Linked DNA regions of Mus musculus: region 2 is linked to region 1. The links are chromatin contacts, called in public HiChIP or PLAC-seq maps. All regions are on one chromosome and are shown on one strand. Each heading gives the region's core, a stretch centred on a gene start, on an enhancer-like site or on the middle of the called end of the contact. The rest is flanking DNA. Distances are from core to core; before and after follow the strand shown. Region 1 holds the start of Ube2b (ubiquitin-conjugating enzyme E2B). Region 2 holds the start of Irf1 (interferon regulatory factor 1).

Evidence for each region. HiChIP or PLAC-seq counts read pairs in DNA pulled down with a chosen protein or histone mark.
Region 2: a FOXA1 HiChIP or PLAC-seq map of pancreatic cancer cells shows a contact between it and region 1. The contact joins the promoter of Irf1 here to the promoter of Ube2b in region 1. A contact is called at or near these places in 1 of 39 promoter capture datasets (liver) and 1 of 115 datasets of contacts at active chromatin or transcription factors (pancreatic cancer cells).

Annotation. Positions count from the first base shown.
Region 1 is chr11:51,999,221-52,002,598 of GRCm38.p6, forward strand. Ube2b (ubiquitin-conjugating enzyme E2B) reads right to left here and starts at 1,271. Exons shown (of 6, transcript NM_009458.5): 1 at 1,073-1,271. The coding sequence starts at 1,116. It also overlaps a transcript of Cdkl3 not described here.
Region 2 is chr11:53,768,518-53,772,156 of GRCm38.p6, forward strand. Irf1 (interferon regulatory factor 1) reads left to right here and starts at 1,497. Exons shown (of 10, transcript NM_008390.2): 1 at 1,497-1,761; 2 at 2,767-2,858. The coding sequence starts at 2,772.

The DNA.
Region 1 (3,378 bases), core at 21-2,520:
ACTGCTTCATTCCTCAATTGTGTGGCTAAAATCAGCAACGAATTAAATGATGAAGTTGTCCAGGTCCCAAGACAATAGCTTCCAAATGCCTCATAAAGGGCTTTTTTTTCTCTCTCTCTCATAAAGGGCTTTATAATGGGAAAGTTGAGCAGTTGCTTCCTGAGAGGCAAATCTAAGTTTTTATATTACAGATTTGTCTCAATCACAGCGGGTCTGCCCAGAAAGAAAACTAGTATCTAGTCTACTGTTTCTGCACTTGTACGTTTCCAAGGAGAGGTAAACAACTGGGAGAGGTCATCTTCTTCCTTCAAGCCCCACATTTCCTATAAACCCCTATTTTCCAAAAGGAGGCCCAGGTGGAGTATCAGATTAGCTCCAGTCTGACGGAAGGCATTTTTCCAGGCTGGGGAGGCTATAGATAGGCTTTTATTCCGCGGCCAGATCTTAGTTCCAGAAGGCACTGGCAGGCCAAGTGGCTAGCTCCAGGCCCAGGTTTCCCGAGCCAGTTCTCAAGGTCCTTCCAGGTGGGCGGGGGCAGATCGGGTTTCGGGGGATGGGCTAACCACCTCCGGACCTCGCGCAGCAGACCCCACCCTCACCACTGCAGAAAGGGAGAGATTTGGGGCAGTATTCACCCCAACCTCTCACTACCAACAGGAGATCACGGGGCCCTGTAACAAAGCTGGACTGGTCCGCCAGGCGAGGCCGGAGCCTCAGGAGCAGCTCACTCGCACCACCTGGGGAGGGGACACTGCAGGGTGCAGAGGCGGGAGGTGAAGCGTCTGCATCTGCCCTAGGTGGGCCTCTGGGACACCTAGGCCCAGCGATGGCCACCTTCCTACTTTTGGGGGGGAAGGGCAGGAGGCTGTAGTACCGACCATCTTTACTCCAGACAGAGGGAGGTATGAAGCGAGGGAGTAAGAGCCACCGGGAAGCCGGGACTGCCGTGGGTCCCGCAGGCCCACTGCCCGCCTCCTCAGGGTCACCAGGAGGAAGATATCCGGAATCCCCGCCCTACAGTCCATGGCTTCGGGAAGAGGCCGTCATATTGGGCTAAGACGAGGGCCCTTACCGCTTGAAATCCCGCATGAGCCTCCTACGGGCCGGGGTCGACATGCTCCGCAGCTGCCCCGCGGTCAGTCTGAAAGAAAAGAGTCCCGTTCAGCCCCCCCACCCCCCGGCGCAGCGGCCGAATCACTGTGGGTCGCCGCCGCCACCGAGACTGCACAAACAACCCTGCAATGACGTCTCCCTCCGCCGCCTCCAGATCCCTCCGCCCTCCGCCAGTACCACCGCGGGAGGGGGGAGAGGGGGCGGGGCGAGCGGGCGCGCGCGCCGCACCGGAGGGGCAGAAGGCGGCCTTCCGGGCTTGTTGCTTGCGGGCAACTACGGAGGATCCGCTCCGTGCTCACGCTGAACACGGCCCGGCCCAACGCCCTCGGAGCCCACACGCTACCTCGCCTCGCTCCCCCCGTCGCTAGTTTCAAGTTCGGCCGGACGGGGAGAGAGTGGTGCATCCGGAGCCTGAGATTTCGGAGGAGAGGAGGTGGGGGGGGGGGTGACGTCAAGTCACGTGACCGCCAGCGCCGCTGTCAACAATCCACCCCTGAGGGGGAGGGAGCGAAGTATCTAGAACCACGTGTGCCTGTGACGCCATCAGAGCAGGTCACGTGATGGCCTAGCCTGGCTCTGGTTTCAGGTCTAACAAAGCAGGTCCTTGAGTATAAGGAGTTGACACCTCTAGTCATACATTATTCTTTTGGTCCCAAAGTACTGGGGCTTTGCAAAAGGAGACATTGTGGAAGGAGCCGCTTGCATTCTGAGTCTTTTAAAACGGAACAACAAAAAAAAAATCTGGACTTAATTCTGTGTTTCAAGTGGCTTAGCAACTCTGGTACGTGGGACAGGTACTGAAAGTGTGGCAAAGCCTTGTAATGAACGGCTTTGAATGCTAGGTCGGTGCAAATGAGATGGGATTAAGGGCATTTGCATCAATAGCCTGTTCCTGCTAATGGAATTTCCATACTTAGAATTTATACAGAAATGAGAGTGGAATAGATTGCCCAAACCTTAAAGACTCCATCTATGGAGTCTTTGAATTGGAATCTGTGAATTTGCCTGCGGTGGGGCACAATTGTGTTTTTCAAGAAGTGAGTGGGTGTGATTTTAGAGCATATCAATGCTGCTGGTTGTCAAAGAAACCTACAAAAATGATTCAGATCAGGGGAGAGATCCTGCAGACATGGGTGGGAGTTAGAGCTCGACTCTGAGGTAACTCATTACAAGCTTTATACAATAGCAAAGAGGGACCAAATGGACCGGAAGTGCGGTGTGGGGGGTTGATTCATAGCCGATTCCCGAAGCATTGACCACCACAGCCCCCAGCTGGCTCCTGGAATTTCCGTGCTCAGCTTCTAGCCCTGTATTGGGGATTTGTTAGTTCTAGGGACCGGAACAGTGTAGTAGATGCGGAATTCTTTAACTCAAGAAGGGGGAAGCGCATGAGACTCCACTGCTCACTCTTTCACATGGTTCCATGAAACCAGGAAGGGTTAACCTTTTTCACTGTCCTTATCCCTTCTTCCTTCAAACAATTCTCTTGATTTAAAATGACCTTGAGAACCCAGCGTCTTGGTGCATCCTGCCAATCCCACCATTCGGAGAGTGGAAAGGATCAGGAGTATAAGGCTAGCCTCAGTGAAGCAGGATGGTAGCCACCCTAGGCAGCCTGAGCGTCTCATCCCTCCCCGCCAAAAAGTAACCTTGAGGATTGTCAGGTATGTCTTACTCTTGATAGCCGCTGCTGTGTCCTCACAATGTGACTAAGCTAAAAGTTAAATATTCTTACCTTTACGTTTCTTCTCTTTGAGTTATTCCGTAGAACCCCAGGGCCTTAGGTAGCCCTGTAAAATGTTATTGAAAAGGATGCAGCGCACAAGCACAACTCCAGCACTGGGTAGACAGGGGACTAGAGGTCTGCAAATTCCACCGCACCTAGAGTTGGGAGAGACCTTGTCTTGGGGGAAAACAGGCTTTTTAAATCCCCTGGGCCGGTAACAAGTGCCTGGGCTTTTTTAAATTTCCGTCCAGCCATACCAATGTTAATCTTCCTCATGATCAAGAAATACATAGAGTGAAATGGCAGACGCTTTTTAAAAATCTCATTCTGTTGCTTATCTAGCAATTTATTACTTTAAAAAATGGACGGGATAGTTTTTAATATCCAAAATGAAATGTTTTGATAAATTGAATGCTTCCCAAAAATATAGAGAGCAGAATGTTAACAAAATTCACACAATTTCATGGCCAGGTGGCTTGCTGGAAACCTACAACCGCAGTCTTAGAACTATAATTTCACTTATTAAAACAGGGTAACTT
Region 2 (3,639 bases), core at 247-2,746, 1.8 Mb after region 1:
TGGGCTTCAAGAGTTACAAAGTTTCTCTCCCTAATCTCATTTTGAATTTTCCATTGGCTGGTCAGAGTGTCTCCACAGAGCAAGTATACATCTGTTGCACAGAGAGCAGGTGTCAGATTCAGAGTCATGTGATCAGAAGGCCCTGGTCTCTAGTGATTCTCTTAATTTGCGACTTCAAATACCTCCGTATTTATTCTAGAGTCTCAATTCCTCCTTCCAAATCCTCCTGCCACCTTGAATCTCCTAGCTCGTCTATGAGGCAGTGACGTTACAGGTACAATCGTCCATTGATGTGTGTATTACAGCTTGCAACATTCAAACTGGGTGCTGTCCTAGACGGACAGCTAGGGTGAGGAAGGTGACACAAGAGAATGACACGGTAGAGGACTGATGTACTTGTGAGTCAGAAGCTGCGAGGAAGCGAATGAAGAAGCCTGAGGGGCCAGAGTTCGGAGATGGAACATGTATACACTAGCCCAGCCGCTAAGAGAAAGAACAAACTGGCAAGGTTTACTCGTGAACACCAGTTAACCCGCTGCCCTTGCCATCCCCTTGGGACCTGGGTCCCCCCTTAGCCACAATTTCCCTATGCTGCCCAGAACTTCTCCAGAGCCAGGCTTTGGGGACTCAGAAATGACTTCAAGACTATCAGAGAGGAACTCTCTCCCTAGGGCTACGTCGAGGATGGAGAGCTGAAGTAGGTGTCATAGAAGGAACCACGGCCACTTCGGAATTTTATCCACTTCTTTGGTGTTAGGTAGTCCCAAGGAATAAGGGTCGCCTTGGTCACCGCTAGCTAGAACCTCGTGTGGCACAGGAAAGCACACCCGCATCTTGTGCCCATGTAAGCAAACACATCATCTCTCCCCATAAGGACAAGGTGTTCCCCCATCACTTCAGACTAGCAAGTGAGCTATTGACATTTTATGGTTACGGAGTCCTTGAGTCCTTCAACGGCTGGCCCTGCAGAGTCCAGGCTGGGAGTTCCTACTGCCCCGTATTTCCAAGTTAGGCCTTCTGCCTCAATTTCCCAGAGCAGCCAAGTGGCAAGTAAGGCGGTACAGGGACATAATCTCTCCCTTCTTGACACTTCATTACCAGACTGATTTTGAGGGTGATTTAGTCCCGGGGACCCTTCTGGAGAGGGAATCAGGTGTTCTAGAGACATAGGGAGTTAGGTGTCTCCCGTGGAGAAGGGGAAGACCATCATAGGAGCCAGCAGGCTGGGAGTCTGCAGAAAGAGGGGGACGGTCTCGGCTTTCCAAGACAGGCAAGGGGGCAGGGGAGTGGAGTGGAGCAAGGGGCGGGCCCGCGGTAGCCCCGGGGCGGTGGCGCGGGCCCGAGGGGGTGGGGAGCACAGCTGCCTTGTACTTCCCCTTCGCCGCTTAGCTCTACAACAGCCTGATTTCCCCGAAATGATGAGGCCGAGTGGGCCAATGGGCGCGCAGGAGCGGCGCGGCGGGGGCGTGGCCGAGTCCGGGCCGGGGAATCCCGCTAAGTGTTTAGATTTCTTCGCGGCGCCGCGGACTCGCCAGTGCGCACCACTCCTTCGTCGAGGTAGGACGTGCTTTCACAGTCTAAGCCGAACCGAACCGAACCGAACCGAACCGAACCGGGCCGAGTTGCGCCGAGGTCAGCCGAGGTGGCCAGAGGGACCCCAGCATCTCGGGCATCTTTCGCTTCGTGCGCGCATCGCGTACCTACACCGCAACTCCGTGCCTCGCTCTCCGGCACCCTCTGCGAATCGCTCCTGCAGCAAAGGTGAGCTCGCCGGAGCTGCGCGGGCACCGACGGGTGCCGTGGAACAAAAGGCGCACGGGACACCAGGAAGTGGGGGCCAGAGACACCCTGGGTCGCGGTGGCGCGCTGGCTCGGGAGGGCGCTGCAAGCGGGCGGGAGGCGGGCCGCGGCGTGCACCGCCCTCTGGCCGCGCTCGGCGGTCTGCGTGCGCGGAGCCGCTGCGGGGCCTCTTGGTAGCCCAGAGTGGCCGTCGCGCGCACCCGCGAGCAGCGCCGGGGGACTCGGATGTCCGCCTGCGCGCACTTTTGGCGGTCGCAGCTTGGCTCCCAGCTCTTGCTTTCGGACGCGCAGTGTTCGGTGCAGAGGTTGGCTCGCTGCCTTGACTGGCTGGACCGGGTCGTGAACTACTGGGCTTTCGGGAGGAGGTGCCACAGGTGTTGCTTGCGCCACTTCTCTTAACAGCAGGGGAAACCAGGCCGGAAGGGGTTGCGCCCCAGCCTGTATGTTGTGGGCACTGGCTGTCAAGAGGGGACATAGACTGGATTGGAGTGGGTGGGTAGAAGTGCCCGAGATGGAGGTTGACTTGCTTGCTTGCACAGCCTGGAAGGTGCAGGGCTGGGGGTGACAAGCAAAAGTAGTCCCTTCCTTCTTCCAAAGATTGAATTTTGAGAGAAAAGTTCTGTCATTGAGATGTCTGTCTTTTGGCTTTTTTTTTTTTTTTGCACATATATCCTGCAACCATCCATCCATCCAGACTTGCTTGGTTGTTTATTCCTGAGACTGACTGGGAGAGACTGAAAAGAATGGGCAGGTGGCTTTGCCCATGATGCTGGAGAGTTTCATTCTACTTCAGGGTCCCTAATCTATGACCTGGGTACCTGGCTGATGGCAGGAGAGTGGGGGAGGGTAATGACCTGGGTGTGAGGACAGGAGAAGGTAATTGAGCGAGCGGCCTTGGGTGGAGCAGGGCAGTGCCCAGGGTTGTTTAACAGACTCCAAACACAGGCCTCTGTCTTTTCCCTCCAGCCACCATGCCAATCACTCGAATGCGGATGAGACCCTGGCTAGAGATGCAGATTAATTCCAACCAAATCCCAGGGCTGATCTGGATCAATAAAGTGAGTGTTATCCTGCGTATTCCTGCCACTGTTTAATGCATGTTCTCTTGGGGCGCCAAATTTCATGAGTGAACGTTAAGAGAGCAGGAAAATGTATTTCCCAGTGGGTGCTGCATGCCAGAACGTGCAAGGTCTGACTTCTGCCTCCTGCTTCTTCCTTCCTGAAGCTGTGGCCAGCTCACCCTCCTAGTGGTACAGTCCTCAGCACCAAAACTTCTCAGCTTCTGCAGAGCCTGGGTTCCTCTCTCTTCCAAGAGAAACACTGTATACATAAGTCTTACATGGCTCCAGTTGGATAGACAAGACAGACAGAAAAGCAGTCGATAGTGGTTAGGAACGGGACTAGTTACGTAGGAGACCCAAGAAGCCACAGCTGGCATGCATGGCAGTATAGCAGCAGCAGTAGCATTGGTGATAATTAATATGTGCTTGGCACCTTTTTTGATATGTTACCAAATTGTGCATTTTAACCGGCATAGTAATCCTGTGAGATGGGTCTCGCGTAAGGAAACTGAGGCACTTTAAGGTAGATTACAAAGTCATGTAAAAAGTGTGAAACCCAAGACCAACTTGAACCAACTTGATTGAAATAGTATACAGTTAACCAGCAGTAACAAGAGTGGTGGTGGTAAGAGCCTCCTGGATCTTGGGGCTGGTGAGCTTGCTCAGCAGGTAAAGGCACCACCTTCCAGTGAGCCTGAAGGCCTAACTTTGATCCCTAGAGTCCTCTCATGGTAGGAGGTTGGCCTCTGACCTGTACATAAGTGCCCTGGCTTGTATC